6 separate regions of the Mus musculus genome follow, and regions 1, 2, 3, 5 and 6 are each linked to region 4. Evidence: chromatin contacts called from public Hi-C, HiChIP or PLAC-seq and promoter capture Hi-C data. All regions are on one chromosome and are shown on one strand. The core of a region is the stretch at or near the end of the contact, and the rest is flanking DNA. Distances in the headings are between cores, read along the strand shown.

What was found. Promoter capture Hi-C pulls out the DNA fragments that hold promoters and counts their contacts. Hi-C and Micro-C count contacts between places; a contact is called where the count stands out from the background. HiChIP or PLAC-seq counts read pairs in DNA pulled down with a chosen protein or histone mark.
Region 1: a contact with region 4 is called in an H3K4me3 HiChIP or PLAC-seq map of embryonic basal ganglia, with 4 times the contacts expected there. The contact joins the enhancer-like site here to the promoter of Nrp2 in region 4. A contact is called at or near these places in 10 of 39 promoter capture datasets (the 3T3-L1 cell line, 3T3-L1-derived adipocytes, cranial neural crest and 5 more), 1 of 15 datasets of contacts at CTCF or cohesin (pro-B cells), 4 of 484 Hi-C or Micro-C datasets (adipose-derived mesenchymal stem cells, embryonic stem cells and uterus), 22 of 115 datasets of contacts at active chromatin or transcription factors (the NIH/3T3 cell line, astrocytes, bone marrow-derived dendritic cells and 16 more) and 3 of 9 other capture datasets (adipose tissue, embryonic stem cells and pancreatic islet).
Region 2: an H3K4me3 HiChIP or PLAC-seq map of embryonic forebrain shows a contact between it and region 4, with 6 times the contacts expected there. The contact joins the enhancer-like site here to the promoter of Nrp2 in region 4. A contact is called at or near these places in 12 of 39 promoter capture datasets (the 3T3-L1 cell line, HPC-7-derived erythroid cells, cranial neural crest and 7 more), 1 of 15 datasets of contacts at CTCF or cohesin (pro-B cells), 2 of 484 Hi-C or Micro-C datasets (the AML12 cell line and ganglionic eminence), 18 of 115 datasets of contacts at active chromatin or transcription factors (the NIH/3T3 cell line, astrocytes, bone marrow-derived dendritic cells and 13 more) and 2 of 9 other capture datasets (embryonic stem cells and pancreatic islet).
Region 3: a contact with region 4 is called in a promoter capture Hi-C map of hippocampal neurons, with 25 times the contacts expected there. The contact joins the enhancer-like site here to the promoter of Nrp2 in region 4. A contact is called at or near these places in 11 of 39 promoter capture datasets (the 3T3-L1 cell line, the C10 cell line, the HPC-7 cell line and 6 more), 1 of 484 Hi-C or Micro-C datasets (cerebellum), 21 of 115 datasets of contacts at active chromatin or transcription factors (astrocytes, bone marrow-derived dendritic cells, bone marrow-derived macrophages and 14 more) and 4 of 9 other capture datasets (adipose tissue, embryonic stem cells, liver and 1 more).
Region 5: a Hi-C map of olfactory sensory neurons shows a contact between it and region 4, with 2.9 times the contacts expected there. The contact joins the enhancer-like site here to the promoter of Nrp2 in region 4. A contact is called at or near these places in 2 of 39 promoter capture datasets (the 3T3-L1 cell line and hippocampal neurons), 1 of 15 datasets of contacts at CTCF or cohesin (pro-B cells), 8 of 484 Hi-C or Micro-C datasets (the HL-1 cell line, bone marrow-derived macrophages, cortical neurons and 5 more), 20 of 115 datasets of contacts at active chromatin or transcription factors (SST interneurons, astrocytes, bone marrow-derived dendritic cells and 15 more) and 4 of 9 other capture datasets (adipose tissue, embryonic stem cells, embryonic tail and 1 more).
Region 6: a Hi-C map of the N1E-115 cell line shows a contact between it and region 4, with 11 times the contacts expected there. The contact joins the enhancer-like site here to the promoter of Nrp2 in region 4. A contact is called at or near these places in 11 of 39 promoter capture datasets (the 3T3-L1 cell line, 3T3-L1-derived adipocytes, cranial neural crest and 6 more), 13 of 484 Hi-C or Micro-C datasets (the C2C12 cell line, MC3T3-E1-derived osteoblasts, the N1E-115 cell line and 6 more), 12 of 115 datasets of contacts at active chromatin or transcription factors (bone marrow-derived dendritic cells, bone marrow-derived macrophages, craniofacial prominence and 8 more) and 3 of 9 other capture datasets (adipose tissue, embryonic stem cells and liver).

The regions. Positions count from the first base shown.
Region 1 is chr1:61,996,394-61,999,179 of GRCm38.p6, forward strand. The region is part of intron 2 of Pard3b (par-3 family cell polarity regulator beta); the gene reads left to right. Among named protein-coding and RNA genes, the nearest start is that of Pard3bos1, 130 kb to the left of the region's middle. Within about 2 kb of position 1,453, at least 13 of the 459 cell types and tissues checked have an H3K27ac peak or open chromatin away from gene starts, as enhancers often do. A contact at or near this core is called in embryonic basal ganglia, where this site is marked.
Region 2 is chr1:62,015,213-62,017,912 of GRCm38.p6, forward strand. All of the region lies in intron 3 of Pard3b (par-3 family cell polarity regulator beta), which reads left to right. Among named protein-coding and RNA genes, the nearest start is that of Pard3bos2, 120 kb to the right of the region's middle. Within about 2 kb of position 1,334, at least 8 of the 459 cell types and tissues checked have an H3K27ac peak or open chromatin away from gene starts, as enhancers often do.
Region 3 is chr1:61,821,563-61,824,412 of GRCm38.p6, forward strand. All of the region lies in intron 2 of Pard3b (par-3 family cell polarity regulator beta), which reads left to right. All of the region lies in intron 2 of Pard3bos1 (a long non-coding RNA gene), which reads right to left. Among named protein-coding and RNA genes, the nearest start is that of Pard3bos1, 42 kb to the right of the region's middle. Within about 2 kb of position 1,414, at least 1 of the 459 cell types and tissues checked has an H3K27ac peak or open chromatin away from gene starts, as enhancers often do. A contact at or near this core is called in hippocampal neurons, where this site is marked.
Region 4 is chr1:62,702,044-62,704,884 of GRCm38.p6, forward strand. Nrp2 (neuropilin 2) reads left to right here and starts at 1,274. Exons shown (of 17, transcript NM_001077404.1): 1 at 1,274-2,234. The coding sequence starts at 2,162.
Region 5 is chr1:62,047,218-62,050,110 of GRCm38.p6, forward strand. All of the region lies in intron 3 of Pard3b (par-3 family cell polarity regulator beta), which reads left to right. Among named protein-coding and RNA genes, the nearest start is that of Pard3bos2, 87 kb to the right of the region's middle. Within about 2 kb of position 1,569, at least 11 of the 459 cell types and tissues checked have an H3K27ac peak or open chromatin away from gene starts, as enhancers often do. A contact at or near this core is called in olfactory sensory neurons, where this site is marked.
Region 6 is chr1:62,084,799-62,087,635 of GRCm38.p6, forward strand. All of the region lies in intron 4 of Pard3b (par-3 family cell polarity regulator beta), which reads left to right. Among named protein-coding and RNA genes, the nearest start is that of Pard3bos2, 50 kb to the right of the region's middle. Within about 2 kb of position 1,508, at least 15 of the 459 cell types and tissues checked have an H3K27ac peak or open chromatin away from gene starts, as enhancers often do. A contact at or near this core is called in the N1E-115 cell line, adipose-derived mesenchymal stem cells and craniofacial prominence, where this site is marked.

The sequences.
Region 1 (2,786 bases), core at 203-2,702, 710 kb before region 4:
GCCAGGCACTGGCATAGCCTCACAAGAGACAGCTATAGCAGGGTCCTGTCGGCAAAATATTGCTGGCATATGCAATTGTGTCTGCATTTGGCGGTTGATTACGGTATGGATCCCCAGATGGGGCAGCCTCTGCATAGTCGTTCCTTCTGTCCCATCTCCAAACTTTGTCTCTGTAACTCCTTCCATGGGTATTTTGTTCCATATTCTAAGGAGGAATGAAGTATCCACGCATTGGTCTTCCTTCTTCTTGAGTTTCATGTGTTTTGCAAGTTGTATTTTTGGTATTTTAAGTTTCTGGGCTAATATCCACTTATCAGTGAGTGCATATCATGTGTGTTCTTTTGTGATTGGGTTACCTCACTCAAGGTGATATACTCCAGATACATTCATTAGTCTAAGAATTTCATAAATTGATTGTTTTTAATAGCTGAGTAGTACTCAATTGTGTAAATGTACCACATTTTCTGTATCCAGTCCTCTGTTGAGGGACATCTGGGTTCTTTCCAGCTTCTGGCTATTATAAATAAGGCTGCTATGAACATAGTGGAGCATGTGTCCTTATTACATCTTCTTGGTATATGCCCAGAAGAGGTATTGCTGAATCTTCCAGTAGTACTATGTCCAGTTTTCTGAGGAACCCCCAGACTGATTTCCAGAGTGGCTTTACCAGCTTTCAATCCCACCAACAATGGAGGAGTGTTCCTCTTTCTCCACATCCTCACCAGCATCTGCTGTCACCTGAATTTTTTATCTTAGCCATTCTGACTGGTGTAAGGTGGAATCTCAGGGTTGCTTTGATTTGCATTTCCCTGATGATTAAGGATGCTGAACTATAGAGGTTTATTTGAGAGCTGCTGGGTTGTCTTAAAAGTAGAGGTTTCTTCTCCCCTCCCCCTTTACAAAATTGGCTGCTGTATTTGTAGCCAAGTCTCATAAATTAAAATACTTGTCAAAATAAATGAATAGTATGTTTGTTATATTCATGACTTAAAATCACATTTGATTGCTTACTCATTAATCCAAAAACTTAAGCAATACACTGAGGATTGCAGTCATTAGGGAAATAAAGCTGAGTTCTCCTAACAGTCAGAAGTCACGGGGAGCATTGCACATTTGTGCTTGTTTCTAAACTGGGCGTGTGGATGGACAAATTAGTTTTACGATTTCAAAAGATATGCTCTAGAAGAAAATCCAATACATAGATGCAGTCTATCAGGAAATAGAATTGGGACCGTGATTTACTAAGTAGATTTTAGATGGAAAATGGTAAAATTCAATTTCCTCTTCAACCTCAAGGATGGACAGAGGCTGCTTTGCACACTTGGTTGTGGGGGTGACCTTTCCTCTCCCTATTCTTGGGAAGTCAGAACTGATGGAGCTGGTGTGTGCAGTAGAGAGAACAAAGCCTATAACCAAGGTATTGTTCTCCCTCAGGGATTGAGGCACGAACACTGATCAGCCCTCTGCTGGGTGGTATTTTTTCATGCACAAAAGCACTGCAGTAGGAGTTCAGAGTATGATGTCCAATTATGCTTCACTCCATTCTCTCACGTCTAAGTGTGTTTCATGAATATTCAATGTCTGACTATGGAAAGCAGTCCTAGCCCAAGAGGCACTAAGGGCTACAGTGATAGCAGCCGTGATGTCATCTGCAGAATGGCATCTTAGAGTGTGTTTGGCTCTGCTCTGACCTTGTCTGCCCACTGTTTTGTTTTTCTTGTTTCTGTGAGCTAACCTGCATTCTCCTAAGAGACTTTGTTTCCATTTAAAAAAAAATCAAAGTATTCATTAAGTCTATTTTAGTGGTGTGACTTATGGTTTCAAGCTGATCATCTATGTTTAGCTAGAAGCAGGTAAATTAAGATCCTCTGCTTCATGACAGGTGGGGAGAGAGGCATGGGTACAGTGTCGCAGGAATACCAGGGTGTCTACAGAAGGCTCTTCACTGGGAAATTCTGTGGGCTACGATGAATTTGAAGCTGATCTGTGACCATACTCAGATCTGGTGACAGAATGACCACTTCCGCAATATCTGTAGCATTGTGTTTAGATGCTAAAGGCTAGGATGGAAGGGTCTTAGCTGTGGAGGCCCTTCTGAAGGTAGAAGGCCAGGTTAGGGGCAATGTTCTATTTGACTGGAATGGAATGGCTCCTACACAAAGAACTCAGCCTAAAGTTCTGCTTCTCCCACAGGGCTGTGCTCCACCTCAGCAATGAAGTTTCTGAGGGGATGTTTCTGAGAGTGTTAAGTTTATGTATTAGGTTAGCCAGAGAATATTAATTTTAGAATGCTATAGAAAATAAAACTAAGACAGCAGAACAGTACTGAATCTGAGTGTTGCTTATATTGTAAATGCATTAGACACCTAATTATGAGATGGTTTTCCATGTCTTATTTTCATCTCTGATGTTACATTAGAGACCTTTTAAAGTGTGTGTGTGCGCACACGTGTGTGTACATCTGTGTATTTCCAACATGACACCATATTTCATGTCTTCGTTTCTAATACTGTATGCTTTCTGAAGACCTTCAAAGCCCTAGAGATTAGACAAAATTGAGGAAGTATGCAGTGCTCTGTTGGGTAAATGGCAAATCATGCCACCCAGTGGACTGGGGTCATCTTTGAGAATTTTCTAGTCTTTTAAACTTAAGGACTTTATCTTTCAGATTCCTTGTATGTCTGGTATTATTAATATATTTGGTTCTGGAGCAAAAGAAATATTATTACTATATGAGCAAGTACACTGAGTTTTAAATTTTCTTGATATTTGTATTGTCCTGGCTA
Region 2 (2,700 bases), core at 84-2,583, 690 kb before region 4:
AATAAACAGATACTATGAAAAATGTAAATTTAAAGCTAATGAAGAAACCAAGACTAGAGAGTTGAGGTGCCTCAAGTTGCTTTTTAATCCCATAAGTTGCTGGTTATTCTCCTCTCACTTCATACATACAGTATGCCTGTGCCTGTGCCTGTGCCTGTGCCTGAGAGTGTGTGTGTGTGGAGAGAGAGAGAGAGAGAGAGAGAGAGAGAGAGAGAGAGAGAGAGAGAGAGAGAGAGAGAGAGAATGAATCTTACATCAAGTCAGTATGTGAATGGAATCCTGTCAGAACTTTTACTACAATGTAGGCATCTCTACACCTTTGCTGACATGTCAGGTTTAGGGTCATACTGGGGGCTTTCACTTTGAAGTTTTGAAGCGTAGCAGTCCTCTACCTTTCCCATGGCTGTTCATATCACTTTTTTGGATCAGTAGTACCTGATCCTCTCTTCTCCAAAACACATGTAGCTTCTTGGGACTTGAAAACAAGCAACCTAGAGCTGGTACAAGTCCTGAGTTCCAAATGTGTATCCTCAGCCATGTAACTTGTCTTCGTGATGATTACAGCTTTCCACACAAAAATGGATGAGGTCCCATCTAAATGAAAGTGAAGGTACAAACTGAAGGTCCCATAGATTGCTCCTGATTATGTTACCATTATCTGCAGCTTCTCATCTATAAATGAAGCCTTTGCTTTGCTTTGCTTTTGAGAGCTCTTATTATCTCCAGAGTATCTCACTGACACATAACAAAGTTTGAATCTAGCTCTGTGCCCCTGTCACTTTCCATCTTATGACCCCAATTAATGAGGAGTTTTATTTTGTGTTTTTTGATAATTTTCTCAGTACTTGATTGAAATTTGCAATTTGGGGTTCAAGCTTACATGAGAAGATAGTCCTTTGGTTATAAATTATTTTAGCAATACAATTTAAATAGTGTTTCAGGATAAAAAGTCCTTTGGATTTGCCTGTTGCCATTCCTGTGATCTGTGTTACCTAGATGTGAAGCGATCTGATTAAAGTTGGAAGTTGAATTAATACTAGCTTTATTCTCTCTCCTTTAAACTTTGGAGATGAGGTGCTTTCTGCTGTGAGTGAGTCTTGTTTCTGAGACTTGAAAGGTGCCCTGGATGTTTTATTGTTTCCATGTGTGTTTGTGCTTCTTCAAAACAGAAATGGAAATTATGATTATATGTTTGCTATAATAGAATTATTTTCAAAACACTCATGTCTCTCTTCTTTATTTTCTTTCAGTAGTTCTCAGAAAACACTGTGTAGCCCTGGATTATTGTTGGAAATCCCTACCATTTTCTTTCTGAGTTTCAATAATTCAGGCTACAAAAGCAACATATGGGAACATTTTTCTCAGTTCTTAAGGAAACCAAATCCCTTTATGGCCCCGATCTTCAGGAAAACATAACGAAGAGAGAAGCTTACTCTTTTAATTAGGCTGTAGTGTGTAGGTAGCTGCTGTGCCCATAATGTGAGTTTAAGTCTTGGCATCTGATCCTAGACAAACACACTCACACCACACACATAGCAGAACTAAAGTGCACGGTTGGCTTGGGCTCCTGATGAATCCTTTGAATCCCCACGACAAAGCACTTAAGCCTGTGAGGGATCCTTGTTGCTAGAAGTTCTCTCCTACAGGCTGGAAACCAAGAGTTAAAATTACCACAGAGCTGAGGTCATTTGCTTGGGTGAATCCATAAGTCATAATTTGGTCATTGACTTTCATCCTATTTGTTTCTTTTGAGGCTGATTATTCAAAAGTTAGCAGCTATAGAAGGGCTTTTCTTTCTTTTCTTTTTTTCTTCCCTGAGAGCCTGGTATTTTTCCCCTGTGCAAGCCAGATGAATGATGCTGTAATTAGCTATGGTGACCTTGCTAGGCTATCATCCATCAGTCATGGCTACATAGTCAACAAAATGTGTGCTGCTGTTCTGGTATGATGGTAACTAAATCAGGACTGAGGAGGTGACAGCCTGTCTAACTTATTCTGGGTACCATTCTTCTTTTGCTATTGTTATTTTGGTTTTTATTTTAGTTTTTGTTTTCAGAATACGTGAAATGTTGCATGGGGTGAGGGGGGTTGGGATGGGGCAGGGAACAGGGACTAACAGGTTATTCAGTAAATATCCAAACTGTATGTTGGAAAACTGCCAGATCATACTAGTCAATTAAAAGAATAAAGTCAATACTAATGCCGCCCAGTCCTGAGAAATACTAACACTAATTACCATACAGGAGTAACTTTTGTTTGTATTCAGCTAAGCACAAAGCTGCATCTTGAATGTGGCTTGTATATTGAATGTGCAATTTAAAATACAACTAGCACTGCTACTCTCACAGAGCAGTGTCAGGTGTCTTCAGACTTCTGCCCAAGCTGAGCCCCTACCTCTCTAGAAGTTGAACATGATGAGGTCTGCATACAAAGTAGTCTTTAGTCTTATAAATAGATTTTAAATGATATTGCTTATGAAATGATGTAATGGTGTATTTTGGTGAGAATATATATGCACTGTCTCAACTTCTCTTTTTGTCTATTTTATATTCATTTAGACTTAGATCTTAGTCTCATTTTCATTCTCACTTTTCTGACTCAATTTTACCCACACTTTATCTTTTTTCCTTAATTTTGTACAATATACCTGTGTATATTCGTTTCACTGGTAAATGGTTTCATTTAACACTTAAGTGACTG
Region 3 (2,850 bases), core at 164-2,663, 880 kb before region 4:
TATTGTGTGCCTGTGGGAGAAGTTAATATTCATTTCTCTCCTGTCATCTGTGAATTTTATTGAAATTGTAATTGCCTGTCAGCAGAAGGAGAGGGGGATCTTAATAAAAGCAATACCAGAGCAGCCCTGTAAATAAAAACGAAAACAAAAACAAAGTCCTGATTCTAGTTTGGTTTTGAGTTGTGGTATTTGTGGTCTTCACTAATCACTATGGTACAAGGTTGTGATGATTCTCGTCTCCAGGATGGCAACTGGGCCCATACTAAGTTTTGACTGTATCCTGAAGCACATATAATTTGAGGAGGGTATACTCCTCAAAAGAACATAAGACAAAAGCAATCAGCTTTGGACATTTATAAAACTTCTAAAAGGAAATATTAGTTTTACTCTAAGAGCCCCAAAATGGTTTTCAGTAGGACAGTCTAAAATTAAGTAGTCGCTCAGCTCAAGGTAAATGACGCTTTCAGGCAAAAGAAGGGAACCTCAGCTCTGCCATGGGTGTGAAGGGACCAATGTCTCTATACACTCGGCCAGCCAGGTTTTCAGCCCCACTACTGACAGGCAGTGTTACATTTCCAGTAGAGATTCTACTTTATCTTCATTCCTTTTGTTCAGAGCATTTCTTTATAACTTGATACTTTCAAATGAAGCCACCGAATGAATACACACACACACACACACACACACACTAAATAAAAATAGTTTAGTTGGTTGGTTATGAGCTGGGTAAATGCAGCAAGGCCAAAGATGTTGATAGTTTAGAGCACCTCAGCGTGGGTGTGGCTATCCCTTCTTTGAAGTTTTCTGTGTTTTAATACAGGATCAGCAAGAAAGCATCTCACTCATGTTACTTTAGCTAGCCTCTGACTCACAACCAAGATCCTAGCCACACTGCACACTGTCCACCATACCCATGATAGTTCAAGGGTTAATTTCTATGTTGCTAATCCCATTTTCAGGGTATCATAATAGGTATTTGCAATAAAGGCAAAAGAAGGATTATGTTAAAAAGTACAGAATTTAGAATTCAAAATTTTAATGTTTTACATGTGTGTGTGCATGCATGCACATACTTGAGCATATGTCACAGAACATGTGTAGAAGTCAGACCACTTTTGGAGGCAGTGTTCCGATTCTGCCATTGGATTTTCAGGTATGGGGCTTGGGTTATCAGGCTTAGTGGCAAGCATCTTCACCCACTGAGCTACCTCTCTGGTGCCGAATTACATTTAAAAGTGTGAAGCTTAGGGATTGGCCTACTTGCCTTTACCTTAAGTAGGCCAGGTGCCATGGGAAAATCGTCCTGTCTAAAGCCAGTGTTTCCTCATCTAGTGATTAAGGCCTGTAAACATGGGATGGTTAGTATAGTGTTGGGCATGTGTCAGCCTTCTGCACCATGTACCCAGACCTGAAGCTGTTGCTTAGTCATCGATTCAGCTTTGTACTCTGTCCATCTGTTACGATTGTAACTTTAGTAAACAGAATAGGTGTTTAAATTCATTTGAATATTCTCCCTTGTCTGAATTTTAAAACTGTGGAGACCAACAAATTTTTATTTTGATTTACATATCAGTAAGCTTAGAGCTAAATTCATTATTCAGTTGCATAATCTGCCCAATTCAAATCTGGGAACAACTACAATGTTTTCTTTAGTTAAGTCCTAGTCTCTTTGATCCTTTAATTTCTAAGTTTATTCCATCTCAATCTATAAATCACTGCCATACCTTTGGCATGAATCTGAATTATATCAAATGCTCTTTCTCTAATTCTCTACTAATCTGTATTATGTTCAGTTGCTTTCACTATGAGATATTTCTGTCATGGGATTTTCCTAGACCTAAATGGAAACATGGCCAGTCCCTCAAAACCTCTCATAGTGCACTATACAGACAGTATGTACATACACAGCTTATTTAATGCCACTACTGTTAGCTTCTTTGCTTTGGGGATTTGTTTTGGTGCAGGAGTTTGCTGTGATGCTCCTGTTGACCTGGACTCAATATAGATGTCAGGGTGGCTTCAAACTTGCAGTGAGCTTCCGCCATCCAAACAGCAAGGTGGTAGGAATTGACCATTATCTGCCTGTAAGGGCAGCTGTAAGGCATAAAGTGCAAGTCAGTTCTGGTTGAAAGAGATATGTTTGACATTTAGTTAAATTTTTAGGTAAGTTTAAGTAAAACTGATGTGCATGATGTGCAAATTGGCTCCATCAAGCACTAAGCATGTGACTTGCTTACCAGTTTGTCAATTCTGTTCAAGAGAAAAGTCAGCATTAAGTGAGATTCTAGTTCTCCTTTACAGTGAGAAATGTTCACTAAAAAGATACTGATTAAGATTCTATAAGCTTTGAATTGCTGCCCTATTAAAGAATTATCTTAAACATTTTTTCCACATTGTAGCTAGGTGGCCCCAAAAAACTGTTGAATATTTTCTACCAGTGTGTGGTATTGTGCATGATTATTCATGAATTGAAAGTACAAAAGTTCTATGAAACTCCAGCTGATAATAGTATACGAGGTCATTAGGAAAAAATTATGTCTACACTGTAGCATCCCTTATCTCTCCAAGGTATTGGTGCTGTCCAGGGGTGCTGCAGTTATATAAAACCCACAGATCTGTTACTGATATTGGTATAGAAGCCCCTTCTACAGCACAGGCCTGACTCTATGATTGTTGCACAAAGGTGTTAACCACTCCATTACTTGATTTTCTCATTTGTAAAATAAGCATTCAGCTAAGGGGATTGCTAATACTCCATTCATGTATACTAGTCTTTAATTTTTTTCTCTGAAAATAACACAAAGTAAAATGCTGTATTTAAAACCAGATGATATTGTAGTATAAAGAGTT
Region 4 (2,841 bases), core at 24-2,523:
ACTAGTTGCAAATCACTTCTGATTCAATTTTGTTTGTGTTTATCTCCATGTAAATAACAGTTAAGTGAGAGTTACAGATTTTTTTTTTCAAACACTGGCTGTGATAAACAACGCTAATGGCAAGTCCAGATAAGGAGAGAAACCACCCAGAAGAACCCATAAGTCCACGCTAAGGGGGAAAAATGGTATAGTCAGATGTTCATGTCCCTTCTCACCCAAACTTTATGTTTCCTAATCTTCAGACTGCTAGGAAGGGGACTGAAAAGGTTGCCAGGTGTGCTCTGTTGGATCTTGATCATGGTAAAGCAAGGGTGCCTGGTGAATATGACAGTTGGGGATCACCCAGCCACCCTCAGAAACAAAGATGCAAGTGTTTTCTCCAACTGTTAGCTTATAGCGCCTTGAAACAGTTTTCATGTCTCCACTTAAAAATAGGTAACACAATGCTATTTTCTTTCTGTCAACATTGTGACCACAATACCTTGGGGAAACATGAACAGAAGTAGTTACAGTAGCAGTCCAAGAGGCCTCCCTGTACCTATACTATGTTGGAAGCTTGAAGGTGTATTGGGTGGCCAGGGGTGGGGGTGGGGAATTTAATTGCCCGGAGAAATTCTTTATTCAATAAAATCGTCCCTCGTTTACAGATAGTTACAAGTTAAGGGCACATGTTGAAGTAAATCCTAACCCAGACCGCAGAGGATCCTGTTTGGGACACAACAAAGGATCTGAGAAGTAAGCCCAAGAAGTATTTGAGGTTTGGTTCAGAGAAGGCTAAAGGCTGACTGTGTGTGTCGCCGCCACGCTTTGCTGCCTCTGGGAACACAGAGCTGAGCCGCGGACTGGCTCCCTACGCCAAACGCGGTCCGCCACCCAACTCCTTCTGTAACGCCATTGCAGGTGGCATTGTGTTGGATTCTGAGTGTGTAGCATCTGAGTCTCGGAATTTAGGGGAAACAAGAATTTCCCGGGCTCCGCGGAGTTTCCCTCCGGCAGAGGCAGCGCGCCCTGAAGGGAGGGCGCTCCTTGCTCCGGGTGTGACACACCCGCAGCCCCGCACGAAGGTGCGTGGGGCGGGAGGGAGGTGCGGACTGGGAGAGGGGCGGCAGGGTTGCGTGGCACCTTAACTTTGATCGCGCGGCCGCGGGGCTGCGAGCCACCGCCGCCCCGCCCGAGCTGGGTGCCGCGGTCCTCGGCTCTGCGCCGCGCGTCTCCGCGGCTGCCTCTTTAATCAGGAACACAGAAGGGGCGGGCCCTGAGCGGGCGCGTAATCGGATCGCTCTGCCGCGGCTCTGACATCCACATGCTGCTCGGCCTGAAAAGGCGAGGGGGGAGCCGGAGGGGAGGCAGAGGAGGCGAGCAAGGCACCAGCCTGCAGCCCGCCCCCGGCACATCCTCTGAAGCACAGACACTCGGCCGGGCGCTGGGCGAGGTGGAGGTGAGGGCGGGCGCCAGCGAACTCGGAGAGCCGCTCGCACACTCGCGGGCGATCCCAGCCGCCGCACCCGCAGCAACACCAGCAGCACCGGCCGCAGCAGCTTCCTGCCTCGCACTCCCCTCCAGAGACTGGCCAAGCGGGTGTAACCGCCGGGGGAGGCTCCAGCTTAGGGGAACCCAGAAAGGACAAGAGCCGGACGTCTGACTGCTTACCACTCCGCCTGTCCAGCGGTCGGTGCCTCTGCCCGCGTGTGTGTCCCGGGTGCCGGGGGACCTGTGTCAGTTAGCGCTTCTGAGATCACACAGCTGCCTAGGGGCCGTGTGATGCCCAGGGCAATTCTTGGCTTTGATTTTTATTATTATTACTATTATTTTGCGTTCAGCTTTCGGGAAACCCTCGTGATGTTGTAGGATAAAGGAAATGACACTTTGAGGAACTGGAGAGAACATACACGCGTTTGGGTTTGAAGAGGAAACCGGTCTCCGCTTCCTTAGCTTGCTCCCTCTTTGCTGATTTCAAGAGCTATCTCCTAGTGAGGTGGAGATATTCCAGCAAGAATAAAGGTGAAGACAGACTGACTGCCAGGACCCAGGAGGAAAACGTTGATCGTTAGAGACCTTTGCAGAAGACACCACCAGGAAGAAAATTAGAGAGGAAAAACACAAAGACATAATTATAGGAGATCCCACAAACCTAGCCCCGGAGAGAGCCTCTCTGTCAAAAATGGATATGTTTCCTCTTACCTGGGTTTTCTTAGCTCTGTACTTTTCAGGACACGAAGTGAGAAGCCAGCAAGGTAAGCCCTTCAAAGTTTTTCTATTCATTTTTACACGGTTTCCCCTTTAAAGGCGACAGCTAATGGAGAGAAGCCACTGAGAAGCGCTCATGAGGAGGCTCCCTCAATACTCAATCATTTAAAGGGAGATCTCAGCGGCCTTCTTTACACCACCAGGGCTGCTAAACCCAACTTTTCTCTCTTGCAAAGGGAGTGTGTGTGTGTGTGTGTGTGTGTGTGTGTGTGTGTGTGTGTTTTGTAACAGAATTTGGCGGTGTTCAGATGTCACATATGGACTGAATCAAAGGTTTAAAAATACTACAAAGCCTTTGCATTACAGTTTTGGGGATTTTTTTTTCCTCCCTGTCTTGAAGCAGAACACATCTCCCTTGAGTTTCCTCAACCTAGCCAGTGAAATATAAATCATTTGCATTCCCTCCACTTAGCTACATTGAGCAATGTTAGCTGAAGGGCTTGGGAAAAAAAAAAAAAAGCAAGAGTCTAGCTTTGCTTTTCAGATGTGTGGATTCTTTGCAGACTGGGTGGATACATCTCAGAACCAGAGGGCTGAAGCTGGTGAAGCAAGCCAGCTTGTGACCGAGATGGGAGCTTTCCCGTGGGCAGTTGA
Region 5 (2,893 bases), core at 319-2,818, 650 kb before region 4:
AGTATAAAAAGGCTGGCTTACTTTCAGAGACAAAACATACAATTTTATTAATTTCCTCAAGCTGAATAGGCTCCAAGGTCAAACTTCATGAAAAGCAGTTGTGGGGGAAGTATCAGCTACAGGAAGTGGGCTCAGAGGCAGCCTGCTTGGGAAGTCTACTCAGGAGACCAAATCCTGGGGTCCAAGGTTACTTATTGCAAAGAGAATTAAACAAAAGCAATTGATTATTCATAAGGGATATTTTCATTAAGCTTGGGCAGCCTGATGAATTGTTCTACCCACTGAAGTTTTTTTCCTATCTAAATATCCTTGATTAGGTGTTTAGGAGCAAGGTTCCCCCCATCCCCAGCAGTCCTGTGCAAATAACCTGTGAATTCTTCCTCTCCTGCTTCCCACCTCCCTCGCCTGCTCTCTGCTCTCCAGTGAGGCTGCATCTAGAAGCCCCTATGATGAGAAAGAAGGAAGGGAATAGGTAGGTAATGGAGTTAAGCAGACCTGGCTACTCTCTTACCTTCTGGTCCCTGTGACCCTTGAATGTTTGCCAAATTTCATTCCTTCCTTGTGTCTCCTCCTTTGTGAAGCTAACAGTCACATCTACATTTGCAGAGGTCTGGGGATTGGCAGTATGTCTACAAAGTATATAAAGGTGTGTCTAGCGATAGCTATGCCAATGACAAGTTGCAAATGCTTATGGGTGCAGGGACCTCTCCATGGCAGACAGCACGATGTTCACTCATAGATGGATGCCAGGCTGATCATTGTTGCTGGACATATCATAGTCTGCCAGGAAAAGTGTATATATAATTCAGTGAAGAAGAATATTTCTTAAAGCTCAATTCAATCCCAACCCTTTCGAGGGAAGAGCCCTCCAGACAGTTTTGGCAAGCTGGCTTGCTCATCTGCTACTTTTCTGGTCAAGGCTCTTTAAGAAGACGGATGAATCCATCTGTTATAGTTGTTTTCTTTCTTCTTTCTTCCTTTTTTCCTTATAGAGTAGCATTTATTGATTTTTAATTGTGAGTTCCATCTGCTTTAGCCTTACATGCGTGAAGTGTTTTCAGCTTCCAAAAGCCTCTGCCCTCATCTGGATTGTTGTCTTTTGAATGACACCAGTATTTTGCCTGGCTTTGCTCAGTGGACATAACACAGGGTCTTTAATTTACTGAGTCTTTCTTTCCTGTTTCATCCAAGCCAGTGATTTGGTAAACTCTTAAATTCTTGATAGCCTAAATGAAGCAGTCTCAGCCACTGGCCTGCTATCCTAATCCAGGCTTTCTCACTGGGGGACTTGCAGGCAGACAGGACCATTGACATAAACAGTGAGGTCAAAAGGAGACCTGACAAGAGACACAGATAAGTGTAATTTACTACATAGATAGCAAATACGCAGGAGTGATACTTCCTCATTAGAGATAGGCAGCCAGTTTTCTTCTTTGGAAATCAAAGATTACAAAGATTAAGTTTACCTTACCACAAGATTGAGTTTACTTCTCAGGTGTACCTTCTTCCTGTGTTTACCGAACGTGTGCTGTTGCCAGGCACTGCAGTCAGCTCCTAGTGTAAACAGAGGTGTCTGGGACCTTGTAAAGCATCCCCAGCTGGTGTTATAAACAGGTGTGATGTGTCTAGGTACACAGAGTCTACCAATTTACCTGTAGCACCCTTCTTTCTAATGACCATCCAGTATGAAATGTGATCCCTACTTTCAGGAGGAAGGATAGAAGGGCGGGACCTACTCACTGTTTGAATATGGCAAAATCTCATAGCCTTGGTTGAAAGTAACACATTGTACTAGATGTGTAGCTAATGCATGTGCTGGTTAATCAAACATCAATAATACGTGACTATGTTCTGTTTCATTTATATGTCATAGTTTGCCTGGCCATTGAGTTGTACTGGTCAAGCTATTTCTATTACAAACTCTCACCTTCAACAACTGCAGCCTAAGGGAGCCAGGCACTCACTATTCATACAATAAAGGTGATATGTAGTACAAAATCACCAGAATGTGTGGTTCTATTTTACTAAACAACTTAATGAGATATACTTCCTAACATATAATTTACTGTTTGAAATATGCAGCTCAGTGGGTTTTAATATATTTTGAGAGTAATGAAATGACCATTACAATAATCTCTAAAACATTTTAACAAAAATTCTAAAGAAATGGTGTTTCTCTTACCTTGTCCCCCATCAAGTACTAATCCACCTTTAGGTGCTAGGCATCTGCATGTTCAGTGCATGTCATACAGTTAAACTCATATAATGTAAGACCCTGTCTGACTGCCCTTGTTCACTTAACAAGAGCATTGACTCATTTATTGTTTCTTCTTACTGATAAATCATATTTATAGGTATAACCATCTTTTTTATTCATATATAAGTTAAGGGATATTAGCTAATTTGACTACTGTTTATGTATTATAAATAGTGATGTTGCAAAGATTTATACACAGATTTTTATAGACCCCTGTTCTCTCCCTCCCTCTCTCTCTCTCTCTCTCTCTCTCTCTCTCTCTCACACACACACACACACACACACACATACACACACACCACACCACATACACACACACCACACACCACACACACACATACCCACACACCACACACACACACACACACACACACACACACACACGAGAATGGAATTGCCATTTCACAAGGCAACTCTGCATTCAGTCATTTGAGGAACTGGCATGCTGTTACCTAAGGCTTGGCACCACTTTACCTTCAGTGGACTAACTTGTCCTTTTTGTATCTCTACTAGCAATTGTTGCCATCTGCCATTCTAGCAGAAAGGAAGATATTCATTATTTTTAACCCAAAGTAGCACTAATGATTCTCAAAGGAAAAGTATTCAAGCAACACAAACAGAAACTGAGGGAAAGTC
Region 6 (2,837 bases), core at 258-2,757, 620 kb before region 4:
GGCTGAGGTCAGCACTTTGGATTCTCAGACATTTCATTTTAGAATTTAAACAATGAGCTGGTTCAGAGAATTAGTAAAAATTATAGGGTGAGAACAAGCCATTGTTATTCTGCTCATGAATTGTTATAGAGGCTAATTTTACAAATAAACCGTGAAGAAAAACAGAATAGAAATTAATTCCAACGTAGGAGATTCACTTATTTGGACTTCTTTTTCTGTCAACAAAATTGTGAGTTCTATAATATAAACTTAGCAAGCCCATCAGTCATAATGTTATACTTGTCTAATAGCTGTGTTCAAAGACTTCAAAAACACTTGGGATTTTAATTTTAGGTTTCTCTCTTATACCACTGCATCTAAAGATGTTCCTTTCTAGCTCTTCTTTCATTCCATCTTTTCTTAATAGGCTTTTCTAGTTTTGACTGATGTAGAAGACAAAAATACTTCTAGTACTTGGGTTAATTAGAATATGGGTGACAGAGTATGGTAAAATGTGATTTTAGTACTCTGCTCAAATCCAGTTTTGACACCGTTGAAGTTTATTTTGATGTAGCTTATTCTGAAGATCAACATCCTATTCTCTGAATGGCTAATACTGTAACCTATGAAGAATGTATAGATTGTGAATGATTCTTTCCTAAAATGTGTATAACTAAAAAAATAAAATTAAAATAAAATAAACAAGGAAGCTATTGCTATTATCCATTTAAACTCTATACTAATGACTTGTACGTTCCTGGTATGAGTTTTTAACCTTGGTGAGAATGGATTCAACTTTAAATTTTATTCTAATGTCCTATGAATGTCTATGCATTCATAGAAGAGCAATGAAGTTTTCCCTCTAAGATACCAGTAGTCTGAGTGTATTTGCCAAGGAAATAATAAAGACAAACATTTAAAGTAAAAGCCTGAATATCCATACAGAGGCAGTATCATAAAATGGTGTCTACAAAAACACACATCAATCCATTCAATGAAATAGCTGCCTTTAAAAATCTCCTGTCTAAACACAAGTAGCCAGGTATGTCCAAGGTCAGAGTCAAGGTTGAGAACCATGGGTTTTGTTGCTGATTGTTGTTATTGTTGTCCTCTTCCATGATGGCCTTCTGGGCGTCAGACAATTGAGAAACATCCGTAGTGCAGACTGGAAGGGTTAATGAACATTCTCCCAGCTTCTGAAAGGAATACAACTTTCTCTTCAGATGAGGATTTTTTTTTCTCTCTCTCTCAAAACATACACCCTCCTGAAGTGTGTGTTTCATTCTGGCTTCTGCTTACAAAGCAGAGTTAGTCATAGAATGACATCGTACAGACATTAAACAAGACTTTTCTTTCTCACGAGGGGGCCCCTTTCCTAATGGCCCTGTGCCATAAAGTTGAATTCTGAAGTAGATGAATCACATTTTAAAAGTCGCTACTGTGTGTGTTTTACGCTTGTGGAAACACGTAGCATCCTCCTAAGCAGCGTGTGGCTTGTGACAGAGGTGCTTTTGATGTCTGATTAGATGATCATGGAGACATCTGGAGTGAGTTAGGTTTAAAGTGACTGTTGTGAGCCAATGGAGGCTCCAAACCCTTCAGATAGAGTCAGGCTTTATTTTGTTTTCCCCTAAATCACAAGCTTTTGCGATATTTAACTGATTTTTTTTTTTTTGAGCCTTCTCTCCAGACAGATCTCCATACTTTTCCAAAGTAAAAATGGATGAATGGCATTTGTTGAAAAAAAAATCATCAAGGGTTATTGCTGTGGGAAGAAACTGGCAGCTAATGCATCTGAAGTCAGAACTGACCGACTTAGTACTGAGAATGATGGCTCTGTTACCTCTGCCTTTAATTTCAGTCACTACCAATCAAACATGTTAACATATAGATAAAATGTATCTGGTTTTAGTTCCATTCTTACAATGATCGAAAGCAAAGCAAGCAGATCTGGACGCAGCTGACACTGTTTAGATTGCAATGCTGCTGTGTGTGGAGAGCACTCATTGAGAGATTACTCATTAATACAGCAAATTGTATTTGAGTGGTTGCAAAATATGAGCATTGCATAGAGGCTGTGTAATTTCCAGAGAAATCCTTTACCCAAAATATTTGGGATTAGAAGTGTTTGGAATTTGCAATAATTCTGGATGCCGAAATAATTTCATTCATACATATATATATATATATATATATATATATATATAAAATATTAAAATATTATATATATAATATTAAATATATATATATATATATATATATATAATCTTAAGAACTAGGCCTGATACTAAGCATTAAATTTATTTGTTTTCTAAGCACCTTAGATACACAACCTACAGCAGTTGTATTCAACATTTAAATAATCTGATTTTTTTTTTTTTTTTTTTTTTGCTGTAGCCTACTCACAGGAATTGAGGGGCAAGCTTTTCCACTTGGGTTATCAGGTTAGTGGTGCTCAGTCAATAAAACAATGTTCTCTATGTATTCATGAGTAAGACTATTATTTATCTATAATAGATGGGTAGACTCATATACACACACACCCCATATGATTTTTTTGCCTTAAAATCCCTTTTTCAGAGCTTCCAAAATGTCCACTACATTTCTTCTTATGACAGTCTATGAAAACTCCTTTCCTTCTAAGGTCATGGAAAGACGCACATGGTCTTTGTCATCTGAAGCATTTAAGTGTCCAGGTCAGGGTTTTAAGTACATTCATTCACAGCCGTGCCTCTATCATCACTGCCTCTAGAGTTCTGCAGTTTACAAAACTGAATTCTGTAGCCATTAAAAATGATCTCTGCTGTCCAGAAACCCTGACAACTACAATTTACCCTTTTCTCTTCCTAATTTTGAAA